3 separate regions of the Rattus norvegicus genome follow, and regions 2 and 3 are each linked to region 1. The links are chromatin contacts, called in public Hi-C maps. All regions are on one chromosome and are shown on one strand. Each heading gives the region's core, a stretch centred on a gene start, on an enhancer-like site or on the middle of the called end of the contact. The rest is flanking DNA. Distances are from core to core; before and after follow the strand shown.

Region 1 (4,689 bases), core at 1,538-4,037:
GGGCAAAGAAGTGGACCATATAAGTAGACACAGAGAATTATTAAGAAAAGTAAATGAGTGTGGGCTAGTGAGCTAGGGGAAAAGCAAGCCTTTAAAGTGCTGGGCCCAGGACTTATCGCCTCTGTAGATCATGGGCACAGCCCAATGCTCTCCCACACTGAGACACCTGGGTTTGTCTTAGGCATACCCCTTTCTCTACAGCTAGGAAGGGAAGCATTTCAAGGCTTTCCCTGCCAGCTGACACCTTCCTCATGCTACTCTCCATAGAGTCTTCTCGGGCAAGCACTCTCCTCCATAAACGGAAGGCCTATGGAATGAACCCAGTTGCCTCTCATTGCTCTGCCCGGATAAAATGAGAGAGGGTCAAAGAGAGTAGAGAGTACTTTACAGAAAACTTTAACCCTTACAAATCATGTGGTATGAAGAAGCAGGTTCTCGGGCTGTCCCCCTGACGGTGGGTACAGTCACTAGGAATTACATTCAGCACCCCAGTTCCCTCTGCAAGGAGTCAGTGGTGAGAGGAAAGGAGTCAGGGCCGAATCTGGAGGTCTCGAGTCAAATCCACTGCCCTTTCAGCAGCGGTCCCGCCACTATGTGATGCTTACATCTTATAGGAGGAGTGGTGTTTAAGACAGAACAAGTACCTCCCAAAAGTCACCCTCAGAGTTTGAAGAAAGACCACCAACACTAACCCATGGGAGGCTGAAATTTTTCTTCTACCAGCAAGGACACTAGTTGGTTGCATAAAACCTGTGACACTTACAGAAGGCTGGCCTCCGATTCTCTGCTAGGAACACACCCTGTTCCAGGTCCAAGCGCTTCATTTTCATACTCCAAGTACATGTGATTGGTGCCCGCTTGGCAAGGCATAAGTGGAGCCATTGTGCTTTGGGCCTTGTCACACCCATTACATGAAAAGGCAGAGACAGGCTATTCTGTATACGCAGCCTTGGGAGCATAGGGCAGCAGAGACTCCAGGCAGCAACTGTCAGGGGTAGATGGTTCTGTGCCAGCCCAAAGATGTCTGTGAGAAGAGGTGGCAGCCCGCTTGAGTTTACATTGATTTGGACAAGGTGCTAGTTCTGTGGGCTCCTAAGTTCTCTTAAGGACAGAGTTTTAAGGAATATGTCAAGACCCCTAAGGCTGTGAAGAGTAACTCCTTGGCCTTTCATTCAGAAATCTTTTTCATATCCCTGCCAGTGCTCAGCTTGGACGGAACGTTCTGTAGTGAGTTAATGTTAAAATGGGCATGAGGACATTGGTGTTGTTTTGTTTTGATTTGATTTTTTGCTGTTTTATTTCTTTCCTTAGTCTCACAATATATTGACAGTCAGTTTCCAAGTCTGCTACCCAGATGGGTGTATGATCCAGAAACAAAGTTAACTTTCTCAACTTGCACATATCGCCGCGCCCCACCCCCCTTTTTTAATCCTGCTAAGCAAAGCCAAATAAAACTTTCCATCTCTAGACATTGGATATTTTGGGGTCCACTAAGTCTTACCAGGACCCATTTCTTCCCCTGGAGTCACTGTCCAGAAAGCAGCCGGTCACACAAAGCAACTGTCATACAGCTACTCACGACCCTGGAATGCTGACTTGATCTTCCAAATAAATGGAGCTAACAGAGCAGAAAGCATTGTTCAGAACAGATTAACACTGCAGGCTTTGAAATACTCTCTATCCTGGGCATTGGCTAAAAACACACTTTAATTTCTGATTTGCACACCATTTCTTCCTCCCCACAGGGTTTAGTCACACGCTGGAGTGGAATGAATCACACCCTGAAATTCTTTCCGTCCTTCCCCACTTGTGACCATGTGCTAACTGACCGTTTTATTTATGAACACCGAAAAAAACATCGACATTCTGTTGCTTCGGTTATGGAACACTGGGGACTGAACAGTCCCCACCGAACTTCGGTCCCCCTGGTGTCTCTGCTGCCCTATGTTCCCAAGCTGCTTTTGTTTTCAGTCTCCAAGAGAGTTCTGTGCAGAGCCTGGATCAGCACCCAGGGGAGGAAATCTCCTCCCTGGCACAATAAAACAAGACAATTGCTTGGTGTGGGCAGTTAGCACAGCCAGGGCCTCTCAGCAGTGGTCATTTGTGAGTTCAGTCCGGCACCAGGGGAAGCAAAGAATGTCAGAAGTGGCGGTGTTTATTCTTTTGCGGGCTTCTAGGCCTAGCCAACTCAGCCATTATTTTACGATCTCAAGGGGATAGATGAACGAGGAAAAACAAAGATTATTTTGCCGACTTCTAGGTTTCTTTGTCAGCGCCTAGGGCCAGCTCTGTGTTTTCTGGAAATATGGGCTGGTGGCAGCCAGCACCCCCCTGATTAGGAGCACAGGCTGCTGGCTGCAAGTGCTAGAGACTGAAACCTGGACAGGAAGGAAAGACAGACATGGGGAAGGGGCTCTTGATAAGAGGAGCTTCCATTCACATGTGTATATGTAGAATGGGCCAAAGGAGGCCCTTCCTGAAGCCCTGTTTTTATGGCCCTTTTGGGGCCTCACAAACAGTAAACATCAACTCCTCCTAATGAAAATAATAAGCCCAGAGCATTTGCTGGCTTCAATCCTTTGCAATTACTGGCCTTGCGCTCAGCCCTCTGGGAAAGAGCAGTTTCTTCTTACTTTAATTCCTGCTTTGCTGGGGGGAAGGGAGGGTGGATTAAACAGACAAAGAAATCATTATAGATTTAAGCCATGCACTCCTCCTCCATAGGAGGGTTCTTGTTCTCACTGTCTCCCCCAGGGAACTCTCCAGTGAGTTTCCCCGTCAGTCAGCTGAGGGCTTGAGAGTGAGTAAGGAAGGGAGGGAATTCGGGTGGAGCAGGAGGAAAGAGGCCCATTGAGCAGTGAAGGGTTGCTGCCCTGTTGAGCTGCCTTCCTGCCTGGCTTTGGCCCTGGGTGCTGCGAAGGCCTCAGACACAAACGTACATGAAAACTGTCATCCAAAGTGGTCTGTCTTCTACAAAGCAACTCTGATGAGACCTTGGAGATGGGAGTAGAGGTGTCAGTGTTTTTTCTTTAAGCTTTATCCTCCCTTCACCCCTACTTCCAGGCACACGTAAGAAAAGTGTCCAGCGTGTGAGTTCTGCGGGAATAGTGCTGAGGAAAGGAAAACCTTTTTCTCTAGAATGTACCATCGAGTTGAGGGATCCCAGTCAGTCATACACTTGGGCAAATTTGGAGACACCTGTGAGTTTCCACATGGGAGCTAGGAGATCCTGGCCATACTCTTCAGTGCTGACATTGGAGAATGCATGCTACTCCCGAGATGCCCAGAATACACTTTTGCAGGCTGTATTTTGACTTCCTCTGAAGAAACAAACCTGCTATGCTTGACTTTTACATCTTGTAAAATATCCAATTTTCAGGATAGATGAGATTTCCTAAAAGTGTAACTGGAGAATCTACAGCCTTCAGTGAACTCAACATTCAATAGCAAAGCCAGCTCTCACCTGAGACTTCCAAGATTTAGAAAATCAATCTTTATACTGTATTATATGCAATGTCTCTCCAGAGAAAGCAAGAATCCCCAGACCAATGAAAAAGAAGAAAGCAAAAGATAGGGAACGTTCTAGAGCAATCTGGGTGTTTTCCGTCTGATGAAGCACATAGGTATTTTGTAAGTGATTGAAAGTGTGTGTTCTAAGGCAATGGGAGTGCCTATAACTATTCAGTTCAGGTTTATAGTTCATCCTACCAAGGAAGACTGAGTACCATCAGTAATCATAATAGATTCTAAGAACTAGTTGGGAAAAGAACTCAAAACAGGGCTGATATGCCTAGATGTATCTTTCGACTAATGTCTTTTTTTTTTTTTTTTGTATCCTTGTTAGATCTATGCAGGTCTTGATTTTAACTCTCCAAGAATAGCCCAACTGTGTTCCCAATCACCGTCAGCGAACCCCATGCAGGTCTCCAGCACTGGCAATGAACTAGCAATCCGATTTAAGACGGATAGCACTTTAAATGGAAGAGGTTTCAATGCCTCGTGGCGAGCAGTCCCTGGAGGTAGGTGAACTTACGGAGGCAACCCAAAAGCCTTTGAGCAGAAGCCTAGGTGAAGTTTACAAAATTATTGGAAGAAGACATGAGAGTGATCCCCTGATGACTTTTTGACTTCTCGAGTAACAAGTATTGCTTTGAGACATGGTGTTCTTTAAATATCACGACAGTTTTCTGGTTCATGTAAGAGCAGAATCGAGGTGGTTCGAGAGACTTGTTAGCTGAACACATGACTAGTTCCTATTCTCCAGGTGACATCAGTAAGTTGTTGGAGATTGTACTAATGATTTGATTCAATCGGGAATCTGCATGTCCGGACGCTGAAGGTCCTTGTCCCCAATTGGTTTTTGACCGATTAATAAAGATGCCAATGGCCAATGGCTGGGCATGGGGCAGGACACTTAGAGTTGCACAGGTAGGATGCAGAAAGGAGCGGGAGATTCACCATGACTCGGGGAAGAAGGATGGGACGCAGTAGCAGCAAGAAATAAAGCCAACCAGACATGTGAGAATTCAGGTAAATGGCTGCTGGTCACTTCTCAGATTGGGCCTGAGATAGCAGGGGAAGGTTTAGAGGTGTCCATTCTTTGAGGTAGCCAAGGCATTTAAAAAGAAGCCAATGTGTGTGCCTTTCATTCGAGGATCCAAAAATAGCTCCCGGATGGGTACACGCACG
Region 2 (4,689 bases), core at 1,158-3,657, 180 kb before region 1:
GCTTTGCAGAAAGCATTCCTTGGGTGATAAGCATAAATGCCCAGTGACTAAAAAGATCCTCATATTCGTCTACTGCCATTAAGGATGCAAATACCTTCAGAATGTCCCCCTAGATCATTCATCTGGAGAGTTATGCTGTTGATCCTAACAAGTGTTCCAAACGACAAGCCTGTACTGGCCATCCGTCCGCTTTGGGGTGCCTAACTTTGGAACAGAAACAAACAAATCCTCCCTTGCGATAACACTCCATTCTTCGGTTTAGGGTTTAATTCTGTCTGTGGAGGGCGCTAAAGAGTCTACAACCCCATAAAAGGGGGCCTTTCCAAAAATGAGGGACGACTTTAGCTTTAAGAACTTCCTACACTGCATACCTCACAAGCCTGGTCCAGACACTAGATAACGGATGTTAGCAAATACTTGTGTCCAACTGGAACTGTGGTTACATCATTACATATTCAATAAGAATGTAGCCTGTTGCAAAGCTGCTCTGGGAACACAAAGGCCCCTATTATTTCTGTCCAGAGCCAGCGCAATTGCCAGAACGTCCCTCTCCACATTCCATAGTGAAGCCCATAGAAACCTTTAACACCCTTCTGCCACGGGAACAGATGGCTTCTTTTCTCCCTGGTTAGATTACAAAAATAGTTGTGCAATGACTCTTCGGCTAATACAGTACCGAACTTCGAAGGAAGAAAGGGAACTTGGCTGAATTCCAGTTAAACTTTCTCATCCTCCAGAATATTCTACATTTCCAGCTTGAGGAAGCCACTGTGCTTTTTTTATGACCTTGTGAAAGTTAGCCAACTTCACTTTCACAATCCGCATTGTAGTCAAATTGTAGCCATTCGATATCAGAATGTCAATATGTTTCAAAAATGAAAGCAGAAAATGTTTCTGCGGTGTATTGTGTGTGTGGGGGAGGGGTGTAAGAAAAATCTGGAAAGGAAGCAGAAAATAAAGCCTTCATGTTCCAAGGATTGGCTGGAATAGTGGAGTTTTTCAATGTGTGCACTTTCCGCCGCTAGGGGGCTTTACACGCAGACGTGAAGTTCTGCACCTTTTAAAACGTGGGCGAAGTAACTTTTAGAAGCGCGTGCGGTTGGCTCCGTGGAGCTGCGGGCTGCATGTGAAAAAGGAGTCTACAGACCTGTCTGAATGACTGCAGGGTGCTCTCGGCTTCCTCCCTCTGGAGCATCTCCTCCTGCAATCTGAAGCAGCAGCACATTAACCAAAGGGGAACTGGGAAACGGCCAGGGGCGGGGCGGCCACACCCAACCACTAACGCTGGCTTTGAGGCCAGGGCTGCTGTGACAGACACCTCCACCCACAGCAGTGACGGCAACTTGTCGAGCTGGCAGCTCTCTGCAGGTGTTAGGTGGAGCTGGGGCACACTGAAAAAGGCAATCAGTGCCCTTCCCAACAATCACAGCCAGTCCCCTGTCCCAGCGTCCCAGTTGCCTTTGCCATCTCTTTGTCTGGAAACCTTCACACCCATTCTTTCGTTCTGTCTGGTAACTGTAAGCTCACCAGATGGACCTAACAAACTTTCTAAAAGTTCAACTGAAGTGCTTGAGTGGGGAGAAGAGAGAAATGTTCACTGCAAAGTTTAGGTTCAGGGTGGGGCCCGCTTCCTCTGCTATCCCCCAGACAACCGCCACCCCAGCCACATCCCTAAGGGCGTGGCAGCCCCAGCGCCAGGCCCAGGACTCCCCTCCCTCCCACACCCACACCCACACCCCACCACTCGCGTGGGTCAGGCCTTACTTTTCTCGCAGCCGCATGATGTCCTCGGCCAGGTTGTCCCTCTCCACCTCCACACGGGCCTTGTCATTGGTGAGCTGATCCACCTGCCGGCGCAACTCCCTCATCTCCTCCTCGTAGAGGTCGCCCAGGCGCGACTTGCCCTGGCCCTTAAGCTGCTCGAGCTCGGCCAGCAGGATTTTGTTCTGCTGCTCGAGGAAGCGCACCTTGTCGATGTAGTTGGCGAAGCGGTCATTCAGCTCCTGCAATTCCACCTTCTCGTTGGTGCGGGTGTTCTTGAACTCGGTGTTGATGGCGTCGGCCAGCGAGAAGTCCACGGAGTCCTGCAGCAGCCGCACGCCGGGCACGCTGCTCCGCAGGCGCACGGCGGAGGACCGGGTCACATAGGCGCCACCCGGGGACGAGGAATAGAGGCTGCGGCTAGTGCTGGGGCGCAGCGCGCTGCCTAGGCTGTAGGTGCGGGTGGATGTGGTCACATAGCTCCGGTTGGAGCTGGGCCGGCTCGATGTGCCGGAGCCACCGAACATCCTGCGGTAGGAGGACGAGGACACGGACCTGGTGGACATGGCTTCGAAGGACGAGGTGGCCTGGCTTGCTGCGGCTGCAAGATCTGCAAGAAGAGAGCGAGGGCGCAGTGGCTGTGAACCGTAGGAGCGCTGGGGTCTCTGGGGGGTCCAGGAGCAAGAGTGGCAGAGGGACTGGACCCCGCCAAGGGCGCTGCTTTTATAACACTGTTAGGAAAGAGGGTCCCCTCCCACTGTCATCCTAGCCGCCGAATGAGCCAGCCAATGGGGACCCGGAGAGAAGTGAGGAAGGAGTGGGGCGGGGGGGGGCTCCCCTCGAGCCTTCCTCCTGGGCTTTCGGGGATCGAGCACAGTCCTGTTATTACTTGGAAGTCTTAGGACTTTCAGGGGTTTTCCGGATGATCACCCCAACTCTCTGCTCACCCTTGGGTGCTGAGAAAGAAGGGATCGCGGGGAGGATTCGTGGGGGAAGGGGGGCTCCGGAAAGTTGTGTAAATCGGTCCCTGGCACTGAGCCAAAGGGGCGTGGGCCTAGGCGCGCCGGTAGGAGGGGCGCGGTCGCAAAGCTGCGGTCTTCTGGGACTGGGTGGGTGGGGAGATCTGTGAGCCGGGGAGCGGGAAGAGCCTGCAAGAGCGGTGTTGCAGATCGGAAGGCGGGGAGAGAGAAACAAAGAGGGCCTGAGATTGGGGGTGGAGAAGCACACAGCCCAAGATATCTAGCTCAAGGCCGGGCGCTCGCTCGGATCCTTTACAGAGGTTTGGGGTGGTCGTACCCCCTGATCTAACGGACTCCGTGCAACTCCAGAGGATCAGGATCCACTGCCTCTGGAGGAAAGCCCAGGGGACAGGGGTGGGGTCGCTGAGTCAGTGTCTGTGTCTCATGGATCCCTGAGGGTGAGATCGGCTAGCGGTTCAGGAAAACCGTTAGTTGAGATTGACTCCAGACTCCAAGAGCGCTGAACTCGCTGTCCCAAGTTTTAAACCAACTTTGAGCGTGGCCGCTCTGGTTATTATTGTGGGAGTGTGGAGGGTTCTCTTTAGGAAGAAACTCATGCAGACCCGGGGGAGTCACAAAACACATCCCATTCCTCCCAGACCACAAAAGCACTCAGAAAGGCTTTTCTAGCTAAGTCTCCCTGCCGCCCTTCCCTCTTGTCTCTTCTTCCTGCATGAAACCACACCCTAAGTTCTGGGTGAAAGAGGAAACTACTTTGGTAATTTCAAAAGCAAGCTCAGTGATCACGGGCTTTTCTGAAAAGTGGACTTCATTAGAAGATAACCCAAGCCGGACAAGAATTCATTAGGTGTTGCTAAAATATCCAATTCGATGAATGAGTTCGGATGAAAGGTAGTTATGTAACTCAAGTGATAAACCGAAGAAGCAGATTTGTGTAGATTTTAGAGCAGCGATGCAGGGGGAAAGATTCTAGTGACTCGTCTGGACAATGTCACAGATCCTGTTTTCCACAAAGAAACGTCATGAAATCTAACTTGAAACGGAGACAACTGTGCACAGAACAAAGGGTTCAGAGTGTGTCCAGATCCAGAGACTGTCACCTTTTCAGAGGGAAAAGGCCCAACCGAAGGCTATTGCTTCACTGTTAACTACTAGGCAAGACGAAGGGGACTGGATTCTCCGAGAGAGAAGGAGTTTTCAAGAAAGTGAAGTCAGGCCCTCTGTGATTCAGCACTGATAGAAAAATTACAGTTGCTTTTGGTGGGGAATTGAGGAGTACTGAAACGATTAATTTAAAAAAAAAAAACACACACACACAAAACAAAAACCTGGGAGATGGGTTCATTAGTGAACAGAATAGGAGAAAGAGCTTGTGTTGTGTTTTTGCTTTTGATTTTGTTTTTTGTTTTTTTTGTTTTTTTTTTTTTTTTTTTTTTGGAGCACAGAGTGTTCCCAGCTCACCTGGCAATTAAGAAAAGCAGTTTAGAGACGCAGGCAGGATTTATGCTAGTTTTTTCTTTGTTTGTATTTGTCTTGTTTTATTTTGTTTTTCTGTACAAGACTCTTTGAAGCAAACCTCATCTGAGTCAGTTCTGGGGAATGTTGTTGCCAAGGTTGCGGCTGCAGGACCCTTGGGGACCCAGCTCTCTTGCTGTTGGTTTCTTTATTCTCCTTTTAATGAGAGTCTGTGGGTCCTTCCCAGAGAGCATTCCCGGGGTTAGCCTGTGCCTCACGTTACCATTCTGTATACTGAGAGCCTTTTATTCAAGCCACTGCTCAGCAAATGTCACCATTGTGAGATTGCTCGGAATGGCTCAGGATGAGGAAAGTGGTTGTCTGTGGGGAGGAGGGAGGGTAGCCTTCCTCCTACATGGTGTGTTGATCCCAGGGCAGTGCAGTGGCTTTGTCAGGGGACCCTTGCTGAATGAGTCACTGTGGAAAAGGAGGA
Region 3 (4,689 bases), core at 1,070-3,569, 150 kb before region 1:
CCTATTTATAGTTATACATTTTACATGTGGATATTTATTGATAATGCTAATATGACATAACCAGTGTTAGAAAAGCTTTTCATTAATTATATGTGTGTATGTAGTTTCTATAAGCTGAGTGGATTAAATACTCTATTTTTTAAAGATATTTAAAAAGCTTTCTGTCTAGACATTCCAGTTTGAACATGGGGCAAAATCAGAGCCTACTCTATCAAATACTAACTCAGCAATGATTTGTTGGAACTGCAAAGCACTCAGTAACCATCTCTTCTCTCTCCCTCTTCATGATGAAGAAATCAGGTTATCTCGAAGTCACACAACCAGTTACTGTCAATGTCAAGGCTAAATCCTAGTTTCAAGTTACCCTTCTATCATGTAACACCCTTTCCTATCAAAATACATGACTAACAAGTACAGAAAACATAAAGGACAATGCTTATTGGCCATTTAAAAAGTTGAGTCTTAAGTCTGATTAGACAGTGTTTGTCTATTTTCACAGAGTTTATGCCACCATTGCACTAACACAACTTTCAGACAGGACAGCAGTGTATATCAAAGGGTTTGCGGCTGGGTTGGCGGTTATGTTTCTCCTTTGGTAGCTAGGATGCAGTTACTTCCTAGATCAAAGAGGTTAGCATGCTGAGGCGGAGGCTCTACATAGGCACCAACTTGACTTCTTCATGCTCCATGAGTTGTATAAATGTTGTCTTCAGCCATGGGGACTTGCTGTCAGTTTGTGGAGAACAACTTATAGTTTCGGCAACAGCTTTGTTGTTTGAGAGTTTCCATGGGCTCCCTTTGGCCAAAATGACTTCTAATGACGTTCCCCTATCCTCATAGATCAGTGCCTTGCTCGGCTCTCACCAGAGAAGCTTTCAACTGTAGCAGAGCAGAACAAATGCAGAGACCCACAACCAGACACCATGTAGAGAGTGCAAGGCCTTGGAATGCTCAGTGGTAAATGGGATGTCTCCATCAATCCCCTCCCTAAGGGCTCAGGAAACCCCGTGGAAGAAGAGATGGGACGAGTGTAAGAGCCAGGGGGGACAGAGGACACCAAGCAACCAAGGCCCTTTAAATCAACACGATCAGCACACATTGAACTCAAAGAGATTGACGCAGCCTGCACCAGATGGGGCCCTAGAGCTGAAAGGAGAAATGGGCACCCGTCCTATCCCTAACTCAGAACTGATACCCGATTGATCACCTCCTGCGAATGAAAATTTAGTTTCCTCCAAAGGAGCATCACTGGGAAAACAAACCGCTCTTAAGAGTAGGCTGTATGCCCAACAGTAGGTGGGCGACAGAAAATGAAGTCAGTAGCATCTTTGGAGAGTCTTTGCCATATAATGTTGTGTCAGGGCCCCTCCTCCTTTAATTTTTAGCTTATGTTTTATTTTATCTATATATTTTCTTCTCCCTTTTCCCCTACTTTTTCTTTGCATGTCCTATTATGGTTTCCAATTTAGTGGTTTTATGAGTGCGCAAATGAGTTTTTCTCTTTCTTGTGCCTTTTCTTGTGCTTTTTTTCCTTCTGTTTGCTTTGCTCAATACTGATGTGTGAGTTTTTGTTTTATCTTACTTTATTATCTCATAGAAGCTCATTTGTTTTCTAATGAGAGACAGAAAGGGGGTGGATCTTGATGGGGGTGGGGAAGAGCTAGGGGTACTTTAGTAGAGGAGGAGGAGCTGTAATCAGGATACATTATGTGATGAAGAAAATCTATTTTCAACAAAAGAAAAAAAAACCAGCGTATGCTGGGGTAAATAGGATAAATCCTATTTTCATTTATAGCAAACATCCTCTTTATTATTAATGGGCCAATAAGGCTCGGCCTTAAGCACTTGTAATTCTGGAGCTTTCTTTAGGAAAGAGCCTGGTAGGATTTAACTTCATACTCTTAGCACAGGAACACCAGGGAGCATATAGATGTGTGCCTAAAATTCCTCAAAGAAATGCTCGATCAGGTCAGACTTGAAAAGAACAAAAGGAGCCCGAGGGGTTTTTTGTTTGTTTGTTTGTTTTTAAGACTATTCTAATCAGTAATTTACTTCGAAGCCAATGGCAGTTTCAGCTTTCTACTGAGGGGTCTCTTTCTCACTCAAGTCCGCAGAAAACACAAAACAAGGAAGAAAAAGCACAAATCAGGCTAAGGAGCGGCAGGAAGCGGGAGCCTCTCACTCGCCCTGCTAGCTCCCAGGCTCCAAATCTGCTCTCAATCTGCAGCCAGTTGCGGGGAACTGAAAAGCTGCGGAACCAGAAGTGAAGGGAGCGGAGAGGACGTGGGGGGAGTAAAAGAAGCGTTGGACCGGTAGGCCTAGTTTCCAGGCCGCGGTCGCGGTTGCGAGAGGATGGAACCTCTGCGTGTCCTGGAGCTGTACAGTGGCATTGGGGGCATGCACCACGCGCTGCGAGGTGAGCGGACAGACAGCTTTTCTTAGATTCACTTGGGCCCACAAGTTCCGGCTCTCGCGCCACCGAGGGCGGAGCGGCGGGGCGGGACCTGCTGCGGCCGACCTCGGTTGCCCTGGAAACCACCTTAGTGCGCTTCCCGGGTCCGCCCCTCCAGGCTGTGACTCCCCTACTCTGGCCCCAAGCTTTGTAGCCTAAACAGGCCGGCGCCCCAGGGTACTGTTTGTGAGATGGCATTCTTGGGCCCCTGCAGCCAAATGAACCCAAGTTGCTTCAAAGTTAAGGCAAGGGGCGAGCCCTTTGCCCAATGCTAAGACCCAAATTCTAGGTTGGCTGTCACTGAGCTTGGAAGAGGTCACGAAAGTGGGCAGGGGTGGGTTGGAACAGGAGGATAACTACATTTCAAGATAGGAATTTACAAGTATTAGGGTGAAAGGGGAACAAAAGGGGTTACGTCTGTGGAAATAAGTATGCTTTCTGCAGGCCTACGCGGATGCCAGAGAACTGAAGTCAATTTTTGCTATACAGTGTGACTGGCTTTACAGTTTTGACTCTCTTATTTGGTTTTTAAATACGTGAAGCAGAACTTTCAGAAAGGGACCTCTCGAGAATTAAAAACAGCAATGTGCCTGACACGTTGTAGCTACTTAGAAATTAGTTTGCTGTCACTTTGGTTTTGAGGCTTCTTAATTTCTTTGCTATCTATCCACTTTTGTGATAACTCATATTTACTTAGTGAACTCCATTGACAGCATGTCTGTTCTGAAGTTGCTAAGACTAAGACGAATGCAAAACGGAAACTTCTTTGCTTTGTTTTTAGTAACAAGAGGCTAGGTGGATCTATTTTCAGCAAATATTGACTTTTAATCCAATACTAGGCTAGAAATATTTCATGTTTTACCACTTTTCTGGTCTTTACATTAATTTATCATATTAAAATTAAGCAAATTAGGGAAGCTTGTACTATCTGCGCTATTAACTTTCTAAGGTTGTATAATTTTAGCTTTCCCCCCATAACTTGAAACCTTTTAATTAACAGGGTTTTAAAAGCCACTTAGTGCTTTATTAGAAGTCATGAACAACAACTATTTACTCTTTGAACTTGTAGATTTCTTCTAATCCCCACCCCCACCCCAAACACAGTATGCTGCAAAAAAATCCTTAAGTGTAAATCTTGATTTTTTTTCCTTGAAATGTGCTTATGAATTTTAGATTAATTCATCCTACAGTGAACATTAGAATCACCTGTCTATAGCCCTGTCTTGGCTGGACTGTGGGTTCTGTTTTCTGTCTACCCAGAGCCCTCTGGTCTAGCCTCAGTGGGAGCTCAGTGGGATTTTTGTATTCCTTCACTCTTGTAAGTCCCTTCTTAGTTCTAGCTTTTACTTTTGCTGCTGTTGCCTCTCAGAGATTGCAAACCCAAACTTTTCTACAAGACTTGTTCACCCATCTTATGTTAGTTAGTGTATGACCTGTTAAGAGATACTTTCCCTGTTATCCAAAATAACTTTTCCTGTTACCAAAGCTCCCTGTATCTTTGGTTTGAGGATTGCTTATAAAAGAGGTCTTAATCATATTAACTAATAACCATTAGTTAATATTTAATTATTGAGCTTTTTTTTTTTTTTTTGGTTCTTTTTTTCGGAGCTGGGGACCGAACCCAGGGCCTTGCGCTTCCTAGGCAAGCGCTCTACCACTGAGCTAAATCCCCAACCCCATTATTGAGCTTTTTTAGTGTTTATATGTTTGATGAATGTTGGTTTTAATTTATGTAAAGAAGTACATTCTGGCGTTTTTCTTGTATTTACGTAGCTAATAAAGATTAATAACAGTGACAGCTGTCTTAACTTTTACTAAGGGCATCTACATGTAAGGGCCTGTTTTGAGTCTGTAATAAGCTTAGTGTTAGTTAGAGCCAGTGTCCTAACTGAGGTCTGCCCAGCAGATCTTTTAACCACACTGCCCTGCTGCTATCTTTGATTCTGTTCACTGACTTACTTGAAGAGCAGTAGTAAGAATATTGAATGCTAGTTTGTCCATTTCTAGATAATGTTGTAATGGAATATTTTATCGTTGTGAATGTGTGTGTTTACACATATATGCACACTGTAAAATGTATCATTTTATGTTTCAGTGTACAGATCAGCAACTGCAAGTGTGCTTACAAAGTAGACAACTGTAGACAATATTAGTTTTCAGAACATTTTCAATATCACAGACAGAGGCATTACACCCACTTAAAAATATTTCTGTACCTCTCTTCGTGAAGACATTGA

The links. Hi-C and Micro-C count contacts between places; a contact is called where the count stands out from the background.
Region 2: a contact with region 1 is called in a Hi-C map of Schwann cells, with 2.7 times the contacts expected there. The contact joins the promoter of Vim here to the enhancer-like site in region 1. A contact is called at or near these places in 2 of 12 Hi-C or Micro-C datasets (Schwann cells and psoas muscle) and 1 of 1 datasets of contacts at active chromatin or transcription factors (oligodendrocytes).
Region 3: a Hi-C map of Schwann cells shows a contact between it and region 1, with 3 times the contacts expected there. The contact joins the promoter of Trdmt1 here to the enhancer-like site in region 1. A contact is called at or near these places in 4 of 12 Hi-C or Micro-C datasets (Schwann cells, hepatocytes, kidney and 1 more) and 1 of 1 datasets of contacts at active chromatin or transcription factors (oligodendrocytes).

The regions. Positions count from the first base shown.
Region 1 is chr17:81,399,704-81,404,392 of GRCr8, reverse strand. It overlaps Cubn (cubilin), which reads left to right. Exons shown (of 67, transcript NM_053332.4): 30 at 3,845-4,019. Among named protein-coding and RNA genes, the nearest start is that of Cubn, 100 kb to the left of the region's middle. Within about 2 kb of position 2,787, at least 55 of the 93 cell types and tissues checked have an H3K27ac peak or open chromatin away from gene starts, as enhancers often do. A contact at or near this core is called in Schwann cells, where this site is marked.
Region 2 is chr17:81,574,979-81,579,667 of GRCr8, reverse strand. It overlaps Vim (vimentin), which reads right to left and starts at 2,407. Exons shown (of 9, transcript NM_031140.1): 1 at 1,765-2,407; 2 at 1,148-1,208. The coding sequence starts at 2,327.
Region 3 is chr17:81,551,666-81,556,354 of GRCr8, reverse strand. Trdmt1 (tRNA aspartic acid methyltransferase 1) reads left to right here and starts at 2,319. Exons shown (of 11, transcript NM_001031643.1): 1 at 2,319-2,416. The coding sequence starts at 2,353.